Linked DNA regions of Gossypium hirsutum: region 1 is linked to region 2. Evidence: chromatin contacts called from public Hi-C data. All regions are on one chromosome and are shown on one strand. The core of a region is the stretch at or near the end of the contact, and the rest is flanking DNA. Distances in the headings are between cores, read along the strand shown. Region 1 holds the start of LOC107887198 (E3 ubiquitin-protein ligase PRT1). Region 2 holds the start of LOC107887196 (leucine-rich repeat extensin-like protein 3).

Evidence for each region. Hi-C and Micro-C count contacts between places; a contact is called where the count stands out from the background.
Region 1: a Hi-C map of leaf shows a contact between it and region 2, with 5 times the contacts expected there. The contact joins the promoter of LOC107887198 here to the promoter of LOC107887196 in region 2. A contact is called at or near these places in 7 of 34 Hi-C or Micro-C datasets (callus, hypocotyl and leaf).

Annotation. Positions count from the first base shown.
Region 1 is chrA03:49,499,740-49,507,349 of Gossypium_hirsutum_v2.1, forward strand. LOC107887198 (E3 ubiquitin-protein ligase PRT1) reads left to right here and starts at 2,200. Exons shown (of 7, transcript XM_016811368.2): 1 at 2,200-2,464; 2 at 3,288-3,316; 3 at 3,394-3,573; 4 at 4,107-4,487; 5 at 4,573-4,737; 6 at 5,438-5,556; 7 at 5,850-6,481. The coding sequence starts at 2,289. The coding sequence ends at 6,254.
Region 2 is chrA03:49,091,437-49,098,750 of Gossypium_hirsutum_v2.1, forward strand. It overlaps LOC107887196 (leucine-rich repeat extensin-like protein 3), which reads right to left and starts at 5,030. Exons shown (of 3, transcript XM_016811364.2): 1 at 4,888-5,030; 2 at 3,509-4,342; 3 at 2,441-3,091. The coding sequence starts at 4,954. The coding sequence ends at 3,057. LOC107887195 (glutathione reductase, chloroplastic) reads left to right here. Exons shown (of 17, transcript XM_016811363.2): 15 at 281-380; 16 at 1,194-1,247; 17 at 2,192-2,571. The coding sequence ends at 2,287.

The DNA.
Region 1 (7,610 bases), core at 950-3,449, 410 kb after region 2:
TTCATCTACTTCTATACCATCCATGTTTAAACCATCTAAATTAACTCTTATCCTATTAGACACATCACTTTCAAATGCATCACTTCCAGACACTTCACTGCTAGACATTTCTTTTCCATTCTCATTAAAATTGTCATCGATTAAACTTGCCAAACAAATCACTCATCAATAAAAGCAGATAACATAGGCCAACACTTTAACCATTTCTGTCAGACAATAACCAATACAAAAATAATTTAATACAAACACAACCATTTCTGTCACGCACATGGCAGACAACAACCAATACAAAAATAATTTAATACAAGCACAACCATTTTTGTCATGCACATGACAGATAATAACCAAACACTTTAACCCTACACCTAGGCAATAACAGACAATAACCAGTACAATATAGAAGGTAAATAACAAATTTGATATTGCCATATACAATATAGCAGCTAGGATACAAACAATGGCAGATACAAAAAATAAACATCAATTTGATAATACCATTCATACAATGGCAGATACAAACAATAAACATCAGTTTGATACAAACAATAAACATCATGTGCATGGCATACCATACACATTATATGTCATTCGCTTTAATAACCAAACCCTCATTTATCATGCACATTAATAACAAATAAAACCCAAAATCGAAATAATCCTAAATCGAAATCGAAATCGAAATCAAAATCAAAATTAAAATCAAAATCAAAATCAAAATCAAAATTGAAATCAAAATAACCCTAAATCCAAAAAAATAAAAAACTAAATGTAGAAACTTACCCGTTAGAGTAGATGTAACAACATTGGCAGCTTCTCTTCTATTGACAATTATAGCTGAGAATAAAAAACACTGATAGGTTTCTGGTTTCGTCTTCTTTTCTCCCAAAACAAAAAAGATTAATCATTTTTAACCCTAAACCCTATTAATCGATTATCGAGTCGATTTCTAACCTTAAACCAACCTTCTTAATCAATTCCCGAATCAGTTTCAAACTTAAACCAACCCAAATCACAATCAATTTTTCCCAAATTGGTTTCCTTTCATTTTTTTTTTCACAAATCCCCTTAATCAGAACCAACTTCTAATTTTTTACCCTAAACTAACATAACCCTTCAATTTTTTCCCTAAAGCCGCTCCAAACCAAGACCTATAAGATGCTTCACCAACGTGGCAAGTTAACTTGCCACATGAGCAGTCCCGTTAGCACACTATCTAAAACTATTAATCAATGACTATTTTGTCACTTTTTTATAACGTTAGTGACTGTTTTGTCACTTTTCGAAAGTTGAGTGATTGAAATGAAACTTAGGTGACTGTTTTGTCAATTAACCCAAAGTTGAGTGACTGTTGGTGTAATTTACCCTAAATTTTAATAAGATTATTATTAAAAATAACTTAATAAAAAAATAATAAATAATTTAATCATATTTTAATATAATTATTATTTAATAAAAATAATATATAATTTAATAGTATTTTTAATATAATTATTATTATATTAAATTATATTAAAATGTTTAAAATATTTTATTTTAAATTATATTTTGAAATTAAATATTCTATATTAAATTTTATAAAATATTTCAAATATTTTATTTTTATATTTTTATATTTTCTAAGTCCAAGTTTTAAAAGACTAATTTGGAAACCAAAGAATAACTATTACGGGAAGATAAGTAATAGGGAAGTAATGGTCATTCTATTGAATGAGTATTACATTGAACCAAACAAAAATAATTTACCATTCAATGAATAAAAGGGGAATTTTATCTCATTCTCTCCAACCAAACATGGTGTAAGTTTTTATACTGGTGATACACAGCATTTTGAATGATATTAGCGAAACATAGCGAAAAATGTTGTACAAGTGAAACAAGCTGGAATTTGAGTTGAAACAAAAAGCATGCAAAAGGGTTCCGTTTTTTGGCTAGATCGGAGTGTACTGGCTGTACTGGAACAATATTAACTATTTCGGTGGAGGGACAAACCTGGTTGACAAAATACAAATTCTGGAAGCAATTAGGTTCAAAAAATATTTAGAGACCAACAAAGTACAAATGGACAAGGGGCTAAATTACATATTATCTCTTATTTAAAAAAAAAAGAAAGTCAAAATTTGACTTGAAGCCCATTATCGGTCAGGCCCAATATGCCAGCTCATAACATAAAGCAAAGGCCTAAACGGCAAAACCAAACAGCATATCTCTCCCCCGTTGTCGCCTCCCAACTTTCTAATTATATATTTATTTACTTTCCTCCCGTTTCTTTGGGTTTCAGAGGGAAAAAAATGGAGAAAGAGGAGAAAACCAATATCAATATCGATGAAACCCTAACTGAAACAAAGAAAGATGAATGTCTTGAACAACATCAACAACGAAAAGGTGAAGCGGAAGGGGAAAGGGAAGCAACCAATGATCTTCCTTCTGAGGAATTCTTCGACGAGTTCCAATGTTGCATTTGCCTGTCAGTTTTTTTTTTTATTCCTAATTACCCCTGTTTTAGTTATTTGTCTATATATATGTTATTACATGATCTTTTGGGCAATTTGTTTCGAGTTTGTCATCAGAAGTATATGTGATGTGATAGGGAAGGTAAATTAATCCGAGTATAATCTTATCCCAAGGATTTTATTTTATTTTTTAATTTTTTAAAAATCTTATTAAATGTAGTTTTTAGAAATTTAGGAATTTTAAATGCAATTTTTAGGGATATAGATAGATGCTACTTCGAATTTCCGTTAGGCATACAAGATTTAGCTGGGAGGCGATTCGGTAGATTGATATTATAGAATTGTTTATACGTAATAATTTTAGATAGGAACAAGATATTGTTAGACTTATATAAAGGTTTGAGAAAGCAAGCTTAGGTAAAGCTTGCATAGCATCTTAGTGGATATTTGATGACTGTAATTTGACCTTACCTCAGATTATTCATTTAAGTAATGAATTCTTTTAGTGGCTAGAAGAAAACATACTTGTTACAAAACTTCCAAATTTTGAATTAATATGTGGGTATCATTAATTTCTATCGCAACTCCTACTTGTTTACTTCGTTGCTGTGTTCTTCCATTTATTGTCATAACAGCATATAATTCATTCTTTTCATTATGCTTTTAATTCTTTTCTTCTGGGAATTTATTAGTGAAAAAGAATCATATATCAATCAATGAGCAGAAGTGAAGTGTTTGGTCACCGATCTTATATGGTGTACAGCATCTTGCAATTTGGGTGTACTTTTTAGTTTATCGAAGCTCTTTGTTTGAAGGTGATTTCCTTCTGTTTTTCAGGGAACTACTTTACAAGCCTGTTGTATTAGGTAAGCAAGCAATATGCTTAACTAAGTTTTGATGTGTGATTTTACCTGTAAGCTGCCTTTACATTCCATATTCGCAGCCTGTGGGCATATGTCATGCTTTTGGTGTGTCTACAATGCAATGAATCATGTTCATGAGTCCCATTGCCCCATTTGTCGGTGCCCATACAATCATTTCCCAAGTGTCTGTCAGATGCTGCATTTTTTGCTCCTGAAGCTGTATCCTGTAGCTTATAATAGAAGGGAAAGACAAGTGAGAGGTATCTTTATTCTTTCTCCTCTTCTTTAAATGCTAAAATATTTGTTAATAAATTATATGTTTTGGCTGGAAAAATTGCTTTTATCATTTTTTGGTGAATTGACTAAATCATCTTAAAGCTTTAGTGAACTTTTAAATATTTCCTGCTTGTAGAGAAGTGGTTATTGTGATACGGACATCTCTTCTACCTAGTAGCCAGAAAACAAATATTGAAATGATGAAGTTCAACATTGCTCCTAAATGCTGCAGATACTTGTACACTGTGATGATGTGAATTACCAACTAGTTGCATAGTACTAACTCGCTCCTGTAAAATCAGATTTATTATGATAAATTAGTATGAAACAGTATGTGAGGAAATTCTTACTGATGCATGGAAGATAAAACTTTTGACCAAAGTCCTTTTTGGTCATTTGAAAGACTAAAATTTGCTTCTTGTCAGGTGGAGAAACTTTTTTTCCATAGACTCTCTTCCCACCTGTCCCCACCTCTTCAAGAGTTGGAAAATGATTTATTTGTTGTTTCCTTGTTCAGAAGAAGAGAAGAGAGCTGGCCACTTCTCACTTCAGTTTGATCAAAATTTAGTTGAACCAAATCTTTGTGAGAATTCAGATATTCTGAGGAATAACAACACCTCTGCTCATCTCCAAATGGACGGGCATTCAGAAAGTTGTTCAAATATTTTGGAATCATCATCATTCAGAGATTCACCTAAAACAACTATGGAGGATGAAAATGGCATAACGAGTAATTCAGAGAGTCTTGAAGTTGATGCAATTGCTTTGAACCAAGGAAAGACTTCGCTAAGCAATGATTCTGAACGTAGAGATGAAAAGGTGGTTTCTGTTGCTGATTTACTCTGTGCTGCATGCAATAGGTTGCTCTTTCGACCAGTTGTTCTCAATTGTGGCCATGGTAGTTTATATTTCTTTCCATTTGTGTCAAAAGGATTAGAGGATATTATTGTTTACCACATGCTTTTCTCTCTTCTTTGGTGCAGTATATTGTGAAACTTGTTTTGTTATTCCAAAGGATGAAATGCTCAGGTGTCAAGTTTGTGAAAGCTTGCAACCAAATGGGTTTCCGGGTGTTTGTTTGATTCTACACGATTTCTTGGCAAAGCAGTTTCCTGAGGAATATTCAGAAAGACTCAAAGAACCCAATTGTTAGTATCCTGCTCTCAGAATTATATATGATGTTTATATCATTTATGTTCAACGTCATTCATCATTAGGGTGCTTTGATCATTGTACCATTCTTTCCTGCCTTACAAAAAGATTTAATTTGAACCATAAAAAGAACATATGGTTCAAATTAAATCTTTTGGTAAGGCAGGAAAGAATGGTGCATTTCCCCACGTTCATATGCATGTCTTAGTGAGAGCATCATCAATCTTTCTGGTCAATCCATGGTGCATTTCCCCAAAACTGCAACTAAGCATATTATGCCATGCAAAGCATCTAGGCTACAGGGAAGGGAAAATGGTTCTTAACACCTGCAGACTGTAGCTGCTTGTGTTGTTCTTGACTGTCTCTGTTTCTGAAATCCACATGCATGTGCACACACGTACAAAAAGTTCTTTAATAGTTTATTTTTCTTGGGAAAATGAAATCTAGAGTTTGTCCCTTTTTTCCTTGCATTCTTAACCTGACAAGGTGTAAGTATATACTTTTTTATTGTCAATTATGCGCCACAAAGTGTTAAACTTTATAGACTTTTTTACTTCTTTATTTTGCTGTTCTGTTTTTAGTTTAACTCATTTCTGCTATTTGAGCTTAGGTTCAACACAAGCTCAACGAATGCAAACCAGCTGACATCAGTATCTAGTGATGTATACTCATCATGATTTTTCGGTTTGAGCTTAGGTACACAAGCTCCACGACATGCAAACCAGCTGACATCAATATCTAGTGATGTATACTCATCCTGGTTTTTCGGCAATGGGCCAAAAGTTCATGTTGCAGTGGGCTGTGATTATTGTGGGGTAAGTTGAGTTAAAATTCAGTGATTTCCAATGAATTAGCTTAACAGGTTTCCAGAACAAGAAACCTTAATTAAGACATAATATTCCTTTTTGTTGATTTCATTAGTAATGTGAAAAGAACAACTCTGTTATTATAATGGGTTTTCTTTTTTCTCATTTATTCCTTTTTGGTGCCACCCTAAAGCAGATATAGTTTGGTATATCATGTTTGCAATTACAAGCTCTATGGTTGTTTATTTGCTATGGTTATAAAATACCTTTTATCAATGCTATATCATACGTTTTTGTTTCAGATGTCACCAATAATTGGGGAGAGATACAAATGCAAAGACTGTGTGGAGAAAATAGGTTTTGACCTATGTGAATCATGCTACAAATCTCCGGCCACAATCCCAGGCCGATTTAATCAGCAGCATAAACCAGATCATCAATTTAAAATTGTACAGCCGTTAAGCATACGGGACCTTATGCTAAGACTGAACTCTGAACAATCTGATGATGATGATGATGGTGGCTTAGATGCTTCGGAACATATGGATGGTGCTTCTCATACTCCTGGTATGCAAGCGGATGAAAGCCATGGTGTTTCTCAAGAGCCTGAAGATATTTCGCCTTTGATATTTTCAGTTGATGTCTCCTTGGATCACGAGGATAACTCTGAGGATCCAAGTGATAATATTTCATCAGGTTTGACTTAAAACTGTAGACAATTGTGAAGTTTTTCAATCTATATTTCACAATCGTAATAAGTTATTGTTAAACTTTTGTACCTTAAATGCCTTCTTTTGAGATAAAGGATACCGGAATCCTACCACCCCGTCTAGGGCTAAGAAAAAAATGGGGAAAACTAATCAATTCGAACTTTAATGTGCTATTTGGAATTGGTTTTCAGTACCATTTGAATTGAATAGAATCTTATTCTTTATTTAATTTCTAATTTTTTTATTTTTTAAATATAAATAACTATTTTATTTTTGAATTATTAAATATCTTATTTCTTAAAATTTTTAAAATATAAACTGATTAATTGGTTTGGTTTTTCTTTAAAATAATATTCGGTTTGGCTTATTAAAAAAAATCATAATATTGCATATTAATTGTTTTGTTTTTAAAAAATAAAGCATTATTTAATTATACAAAATATTAAAAAAATTATATTTTAAGTAATTATACAAAATATTATTTAGTTGCGCATTATTATTAATTTTGTAACATTTTATATAACATCAAAAATTTTATTTAATTACGCAAATTATTACAATAATTGTAATTTTGTGAAATCAAACAATTATTCAAAGCATAACTAGATTACATAGAATATTATACAATTATATAAATTATTACAATTTTCATAATGTTTTATACAATTATTCAAATTATTACAATATTTGTAATGTTATTTGTATTTTAGGAAACATTAATTATATAAATTATTAACTTAGAGAAAAGGAGGGCTATTCTGAGAGTTTTTCCTTTCCAATGAGTGTATCTTAGTAATTAAAGTCATCATAATCAAGTATGTTGTAAATGATAATTTTTTATAGTGAAGCGGGTTAAGACGAGATAAACAATTACTATAATCACTCCGGATCTACTATTCAAAAAAAAATAAACTTACCCGCCACATCCACTTTTCAAACAAAAATATTTGCACCATTCAAAATGGAAAAGACTGGTTCGAAATTTATCGGACGATTCAAGTTTTGTCATCTCTAATTTAAGCTTAATAATCACATTGCACAGCCACTTTCTATCATAACATGTCGAAAACCCATTGAATGTGCAAGCCGCAACTCGCATATTATATTCTCAGCTTCTGCCTATGAAAGATCGACACATACTATAGCGCAATTCCACAATGGACTAGCCCATCCATGTCGTGCACCGCGACATTGATCCTACGTGGTTCCATGCTTGATCGGAGGTCGCATCCTCATTTACCTTGAGAGTTCTTCCATCCAACTTGTTGTGAACAGGACAGAATCATAGGCTAATGAATCAAATTATGCACATGAAACACTTCGTGCAATCCTCTCACTCGATCAAGGATCAAA
Region 2 (7,314 bases), core at 3,780-6,279:
GATCAAAGTCTCATACTGACAGAAGTTTAAGGTAGTAAATTGAGAAGCTTGTACAATGTGGCTTTGGGATGCAATTTTATATTCTTTGTATAGTCATATTTGGGTTTCAAATCTTCTATTTTTCCTAATATAATGCATATAATGTTTTTTGACACTAAGGAGGCTAGTGTTTCCTTTTGAAAAATATCAACAATATTTTTCAATATTGTTCAATTCTTGTATGTACTATTAGTACTTTTTGTTCTTTGCAATCCATAAATTTCTGCTCTTCTGCTTCTAGACGGCAAGAAAAGACGGTTATGAAGTTAGTCGTTGATGCAGAGACTGATAAAGTACTCGGTGCATCTATGTGTGGTCCAGATGCACCTGAAATTATGCAGGTACTTTGTTTGTTGGTTCTTTTGGAGTACATATGTGTCTCCATTTGTCCGTATAAATACTAATGCCTTGGTAATTTAAATAAAGATTATGGTAAACAATATGAATTTAGTTGGTAATGTGGTCTGATTTTGCAAGTGAATAGGGTAAATTCTACATAGTCCTAAGAAAATTTAATTGGATTGAGATAGTACATTGTTTTACGATCAACATTTTATTACATTGCCTTTTTTCCTTGATCGAAAATTCAAGTACTAGAGAATATTGAAAACTCTGATGCCAAAAGAGGATGATTTCTATGTCACCATGGACTTCCTAGAGACCTTGCGCCTTCTAGTAGAATGTAGATGCACCACCTTATGCTTCACTTATTGCTTGATCATATTAGTGTTACTTAGATGTGAGTGGCATATACGAGTTTTTTGTTCAAATGAGTATGATTCTTTTTTTATTTAAAAAATTTTCTTCCATTTAGAGGGTCATATCCTCGTATATCTATATTTGTGTTGGATGTGGATAATCAAAAAACAAAAAAAGAAAAGAAAAGAAAAAAGAAGAAGAGTCAATGTAATTGCTATTATTTTTCAAAATATCATGCAAATGGCAACGATTAGTTGTGCCCAATGTTGTGTATGGTTTTGCCTTGCATAGGTTGCATAAGGTAGGTGAACTACACAGCAAAGTTATATGCCTGATGGCCTTACTCATTGTTTTCTCTTGCAATAGGCTGCATTCAAGAATGAGGTGAACCACATTGCATATTATAGACCAAATAATCATAGCTCTAATGTTTTCTTTTTGGTTTTTCATTTTAGGGTATCGCTGTTGCACTGCAGTGTGGAGCGACTAAAGCGCAATTCGACAGCACAGTAAGTTGAACTTGTCTTCAAAACTAGTTTTCTGGTGTGACTTATGCTCTCTAATACTATACTTTAGATTGATTTAACATCAAGCTGCATTTGCTATCTCAAACCAATTAGGTGAAGCTGTTTCTTTAGGCAGAGTAATTTTTTAGCTAGAGGCAATGAATAGCAAATAGTTAACCCGTAGATTGTCAATTATGTGTTTGCATGAGCAAAGATTTGACGTACTTCTCGTTATGATCATTATTTTGCTGAACGGATGCCTGTAAGTGCATGGGTAGATGTTATAATCTTTGGCTGCACACTGTAGTTTTTCCAATATAATTAGTTTGCTTATTTATGGAGGACAAGATTTTGGAACATCGTTTTTTTTTTTATTTCTTTAAGGATTATCTGACCCTGGCCATCCGAGCTTATCCCGTTTGTGAAATTTCTTATACAATAAACCCATATAAAATAATAGAATTGGGGCTAAGGGAAAAAGATATTAAGTAATTTTAATTATCAATAAAATGATTAGATGATTCATTACTTTATAAAGAATTTTATGCTTAATTCTTATATTTTTATATTAATATTTTCTTTTAATAAAAAATACGTGGATAACTTATAAATGAGAAAACACGAAACAGAGACAACAATTCATATTTACATAGAATTTTTGAAGTTAATGTGTCAAGTGTGTCGTGTTCATCGCCAAATTAAAGATGACGTTCAATTTGTTTATGTAAAAAGAAAGCGCTTATTTTGAGAAAGAGTTTCAACGAAAAGGTAAAAAATTGTTTGAGTGAAAATTTGCTTGTATTTGTTAGGCTCTAAAGAAATGTTTAAAAAAAAAATTATTATGCACTAATAAAATTATTTTAATGCATTGATCGTAGTCAAGATTGAGTGAGTTTATTAATGGGAATTTTCATTTATTGAGCAAGTTTTTTAACTCTTTTCCTCAGGTCGGCATACATCCTTCCGCTGCCGAGGAGTTTGTGACCATGCGATCTGTTTCACGGCGTATTACCTGTAGGGGGAAACCGAAGACAAATCTGTAGACAACATATCAAGGAAACTTGCAGCCCTGGTGATATAGAAGCAACATTTCTTATGATCATAGATATTTGAGAGAACAGGTAATATTTAATTGGTAAGGGTTATATTTGGTTTGATCATTATTCACAATAAAAGGCTCATCTATCTTCTGTGTATTTTATGTTGTATTTGTTAAAAATAGTGGCCGCGACCAACGTATTTTTACCTTTGTACCTTATCAGCGCACTGAAAAATTTGGATTAGCATCATTTGAGTTCTTTAGTAATGAAGAGTTATTATTGGACTATGTTACGGTTTTAGTTACATTGTCTGTTCAATATGATCATATGTTTTTGTAGTTTTGTACTGAATATGCGTCGGAAAAGAAAGGAAGATTACACATATTTTATACTGTGATTTAGATAATGTCCATTTATTGAATTTTTTATTTGTAATGAAATAACATCGTTTGATTCATTTAACAGCATAGTTTTAATGAAGTCAATGAAAACATTTTCATGCTCTCCCATTTTATTGATCTCTCATGCAAATTTCAGGAGTTAGCAATACAATTTACAGTTCTCATGAAGGGAGAAGTGGGATCCAATTTACACAGTACAATTTTCAGTTATAAGCCTAAGAAAGGAAAATAGAAAAAACCCTAAATCAACGGCCTCACAGAATCTTAACTATGTAACTTTTATAATTACAAAATTTATGTTGGGAAGTTTTGTTCATGGTAAAATTTCATTGTTTATTGGAGAAAGGAGATCATTCTTCTATCTTCACCAATCAATATTGGTACTCGAAATGGCAACCGTCATAACCTGTTTTCACACGAAAGTTTTAACACAAATTAATAACCCACTTTATAACAATAGAAACTTTTCACCGGGTCTTGGCTTTGACAAAACTCTCTCAGAGCATCAGATTTGAGTTTTTAGTAGTGTCAGATTGAATTGTAAATTTTTGGAGCCAAAACTTTTCAGTTTTGGGGACCAAAAGAATAAATTTTACCAAATCAAGGTAAGCTAGGGCCCTGCCTTCTCCTGAAAATCTTACTCAAAGGCAGTCTGAATCGAGTCAGATAGTTTTTATGGGAAAATCTAATTGAAAGTTTCACTTAGATCAACTCTAATTATATCTTATGACTAGGCCAAGTCCGGAGCTTAATAAACCGTATTTAAAGGCGGCCTAAACCAAACCGGTCAGTTTCCATGGATGGATCTAATGGAGAAACTCACTTGGATCAACTGTGACAAGCATGGCTGTGCCACCAAACTCACACGTGCCACCAGCAATCTTGGTTTTCTGCCAATAGCTATTAAAAGCATAGGAAGTATGTGCAAAGATGGTGTCAGGCTGAAAACATGGACCACTAGGTTGAATTGAATCACAATCCGCCCCGGATGCACACGCATAGTTCATTGCCTCTTGCATGATTGGGCCAGGCACTGATGGCTTAGCCACACACCATAATGCTGTGGTTGGAGCCCTATTGGGAGGTGGTAGAACCGTTGGGGGTGGGTATACAATTGGCGGTAGAAACTCTGGTGGGCTTGGATTAAACCCAAACGGTGATGGAACATTATATGGTGGGGTCAGCTCGTAATAGGGCGGGCTCAATACTGGCCCCGATGGGCTTGGTATGTAACCTGCTGGTGTTGGTATTGCTTGTGGAGGGCTTGGAAAAATACTAGGTGGGTTCGGGACTATTCCGGGTGGGCCTGGAAATATAATCGGCGGGTTTGGAACTATTCCGGGTGGGCTTGGTGGTGGGCCAAGAGGAGGAAAGTTGTAAAAGGGAGAGGGTGGGGAAGGTGAGGTTCCAATTGGAGGTTGAGGGGTATTTGGAGGGTTAACACAGTAAGGATGTGAATTTTCAGGGGGCAAAGAATCAAATGGTGGCAAAGAAAATGTTGAGCTTACTCCATAAGGTTGAGTATTTAACGTATCAGTGGGTTGTTCAATCACTAAACTCATAAGTTTACTCATTAGCTCTAAGTTCTTTGTGTGCTTTATGATTGAATTCCTTTGATGTTTTGGACCTTTGATATGTTCCATTGATTTTCTTGCGTCTGCCCAATAAACAACTGTTAGATTTACATTTAATCATCCCAAAACATTTTTGCCCTTCCCCAAGAATATATATCACCCTGAATAAATGAAAAGATTGCAAATGTTGGGGTTTAAAACAACTAAGCTTATAATACCAATACTAGAGCATAAACATGGCATGACTACTTAATGTCTCACATTTATACAACAAAATAGAAATATTCGTTTACTGAGGAAGACATAATTACATGATGCGAGTTTGTATATTCATTAGAGGCGAAGCAAACTAAATATACTCCATGCAACATTTGGACTGTGAAAAACTAAAACAATGGAATACTTTTACCCACCTCTAGTACTAGGGGCATGGCCTTGTCATAAGGGTAAAATATTAATATTACAAATCTTTTTAAAAATAATAACATTGTAGGTTAATGCAATGATATAATTACATTTAATTCTAAAAAAATTATAATTTTATTTTGATCCCTCTTTGGATTTGCCCTACTGACATGGTAAAAATGAGAACTTAAATAAAACAATAATGTAGCAGAAATCAGCTTACCGCAATGCACGAAAAGAGTGGCCGCCATTGTTGAAAAGAGAAGGTACATGCAAAGCCTGTTTTCCATGATTCAATTTCAGCAATGCCAAATCACTCAAAGACTATTCAAAGAGCAGAAGACTGATATTGAGACATATATGAAGGCAACCAAAGGAGACAACTGTGTATGTTGGCCATTAAAGATTTGATTCGTGAGTATCTACCTTTATTGTAACTTGGATGTAAATGACATATTTGTTTAGATTAGGAAAAAATTAACATTTAAATTTAATTTGTTTAATATTTTAAAATTTGACTCCAATGACAAGCCAACACATTATTGAAAAATTTTAATTTTGAATTTAAGCTTGAAGCATAAATAATCGACTTTAGATCGGAGCATGAGAATTAAATCTTATTTTTTACTAATCGAGTGAGTTCGAGTAATTTGGTTTTTATCTTGAACCAAGTTTAAGTTTTTAAAGTTTAACTTGAGAGATCTCGAATTTGGAATTAAACTCGAGCTCGGCTCGAGTTAATTATGTAAATGAGTACTTACTTAGAAATATAAATATGAAGAATAATATAAAGAGATTAAAGAATAATATAAAGAGATTAAAGGAAATTGTTCACTTTGATCTAACTTAAAAATTTCATGTTGTTGATGCAAATTTGGCATATATGCTTGCTTTCATATTGGGAAAAATCAAAGTGAAGGTTTTTGGTTGCGCTTTTGTCTTGCTTGCTTTCTACTCAAAGCTCTCACTTTCTCACAATTTTTATGATTTGAATCATCCTGAGAATTGGATTATGATGAGTTTTAAATATGAAAAATGAATAAATGATAGTTTAATTGTATATATATTTATATTTGAATGTAAATCCGAAAAAATATAAAAAAGAATAAGTGCTTTTAAAATTAAGAGTCCAAATGATAATTAATCAAAGATGAAGCTGAGATTTTGCCATTGGGAGGGAGGATTAAGCTTTGTGCAAAGCATTTTTTTTTTTGGTATGTTGAACATACCCTGTTGGACCCTCTCTATAAAAGTCTTCACTAATTGGAATATTAGAATGAAAAAGGCAGTTTTACAACTGTTTTTTTTTCCTCTTAGAAAGTTTTACGACTGATGAGATCGTAAAAATGTGCCCTTTTGCTGCATATTTTAGCATAATATTTATTCAGAGCAAAAAAAAAAAAAAAAAGCATCGATGTAACGTGTCATACTGATGCATCAACATGATTACTTGCCCTTCTATATGGGCATCAGTTTGGGGTAAGTAGAGACCAAGCTAGTAACTTTACGCAAAGGGACTTAAGATAAAATTATTAAATTTTGGTTTAATTAATGTATCATTTATGTATATTTTACTGTTTATAAAGATTAAAAGTTGGTGATTCTTTCTCTTAATAATGTTATATCTAAATATCTAAAGTTCAAATTTAAATTTTTTGCTTGAAAATGTAATGTACTTTACTATGCACTCAATATTTTTCTTTTTATAAAATTACTTAAAAAAATTTTAGATTAAAAACTTAATTATAAAAAAGGGTAAAAAATACAAATTTTCTGATAAGCTAAAGGATTAAATATTAATTTATTGATATTTGAGAGGTGATAAAAATGAAATATATTCTTTTAATTAAGGAAAAATGAAACTCTTATTTTAACTTTTAAGATAAAATACCGAATATGACGAAATTATAATTAATCACTTTGAATATAAAATAATGTAAATTTTCAATGCCTCAACCTTGTTATGGTTTATTTGGACATAAAGATTAGAGAAGATATGCTTTTCTAATGTCATCATCTTCCATGAAAAGACTAAATGATAATCTCAGTGCTTCTACAAAAGAAGCAAAAAAAAAAAAAATCAAAAATTATATTCTCTAATCTTGAAAGCCAAAAGAAAATTCAGCATAAACGTGAGGAGCATGGAGATGATATGGTGAGGTAGATAAAATTATCATTATAATAATAAGAAAGAATGAAGACATGAATTAATGCAAGGGTGCCTAAGTTGCAAGAATAAAAGTTTATAATGCATTGGAGAAAGCAATGAAGCATGTGGAACAATGAGTTAGCTCCAGAATCAAACCACGCAAAGAAGTAATAAATAAAGGATGGGGGATTAAGAAAGAATGTACTAAATCAGGGAAGAAGACTTTGCTTCTAGAATATTTGCCTACCTATTCTTTAGGTCATCTTCACTTCTTTATACTTGATAGTGCTACCCATCAGAATATATTCCTTGCCCTTGCATCGTATAATCCTTGAGGATCATTGACTTGGTTTTCTTTCGTCGTCTCTTTAGTATATTCTTGGTGTACTTCAGTGCCCTCTCGCAATGTACTATCTTCATTCATCACGTTACTTGTCCTCAAGGTTCCAAGTGTTGGGTTATATCCACTTAAGCTTTGTATGATTTTTAGTGTAATAATAT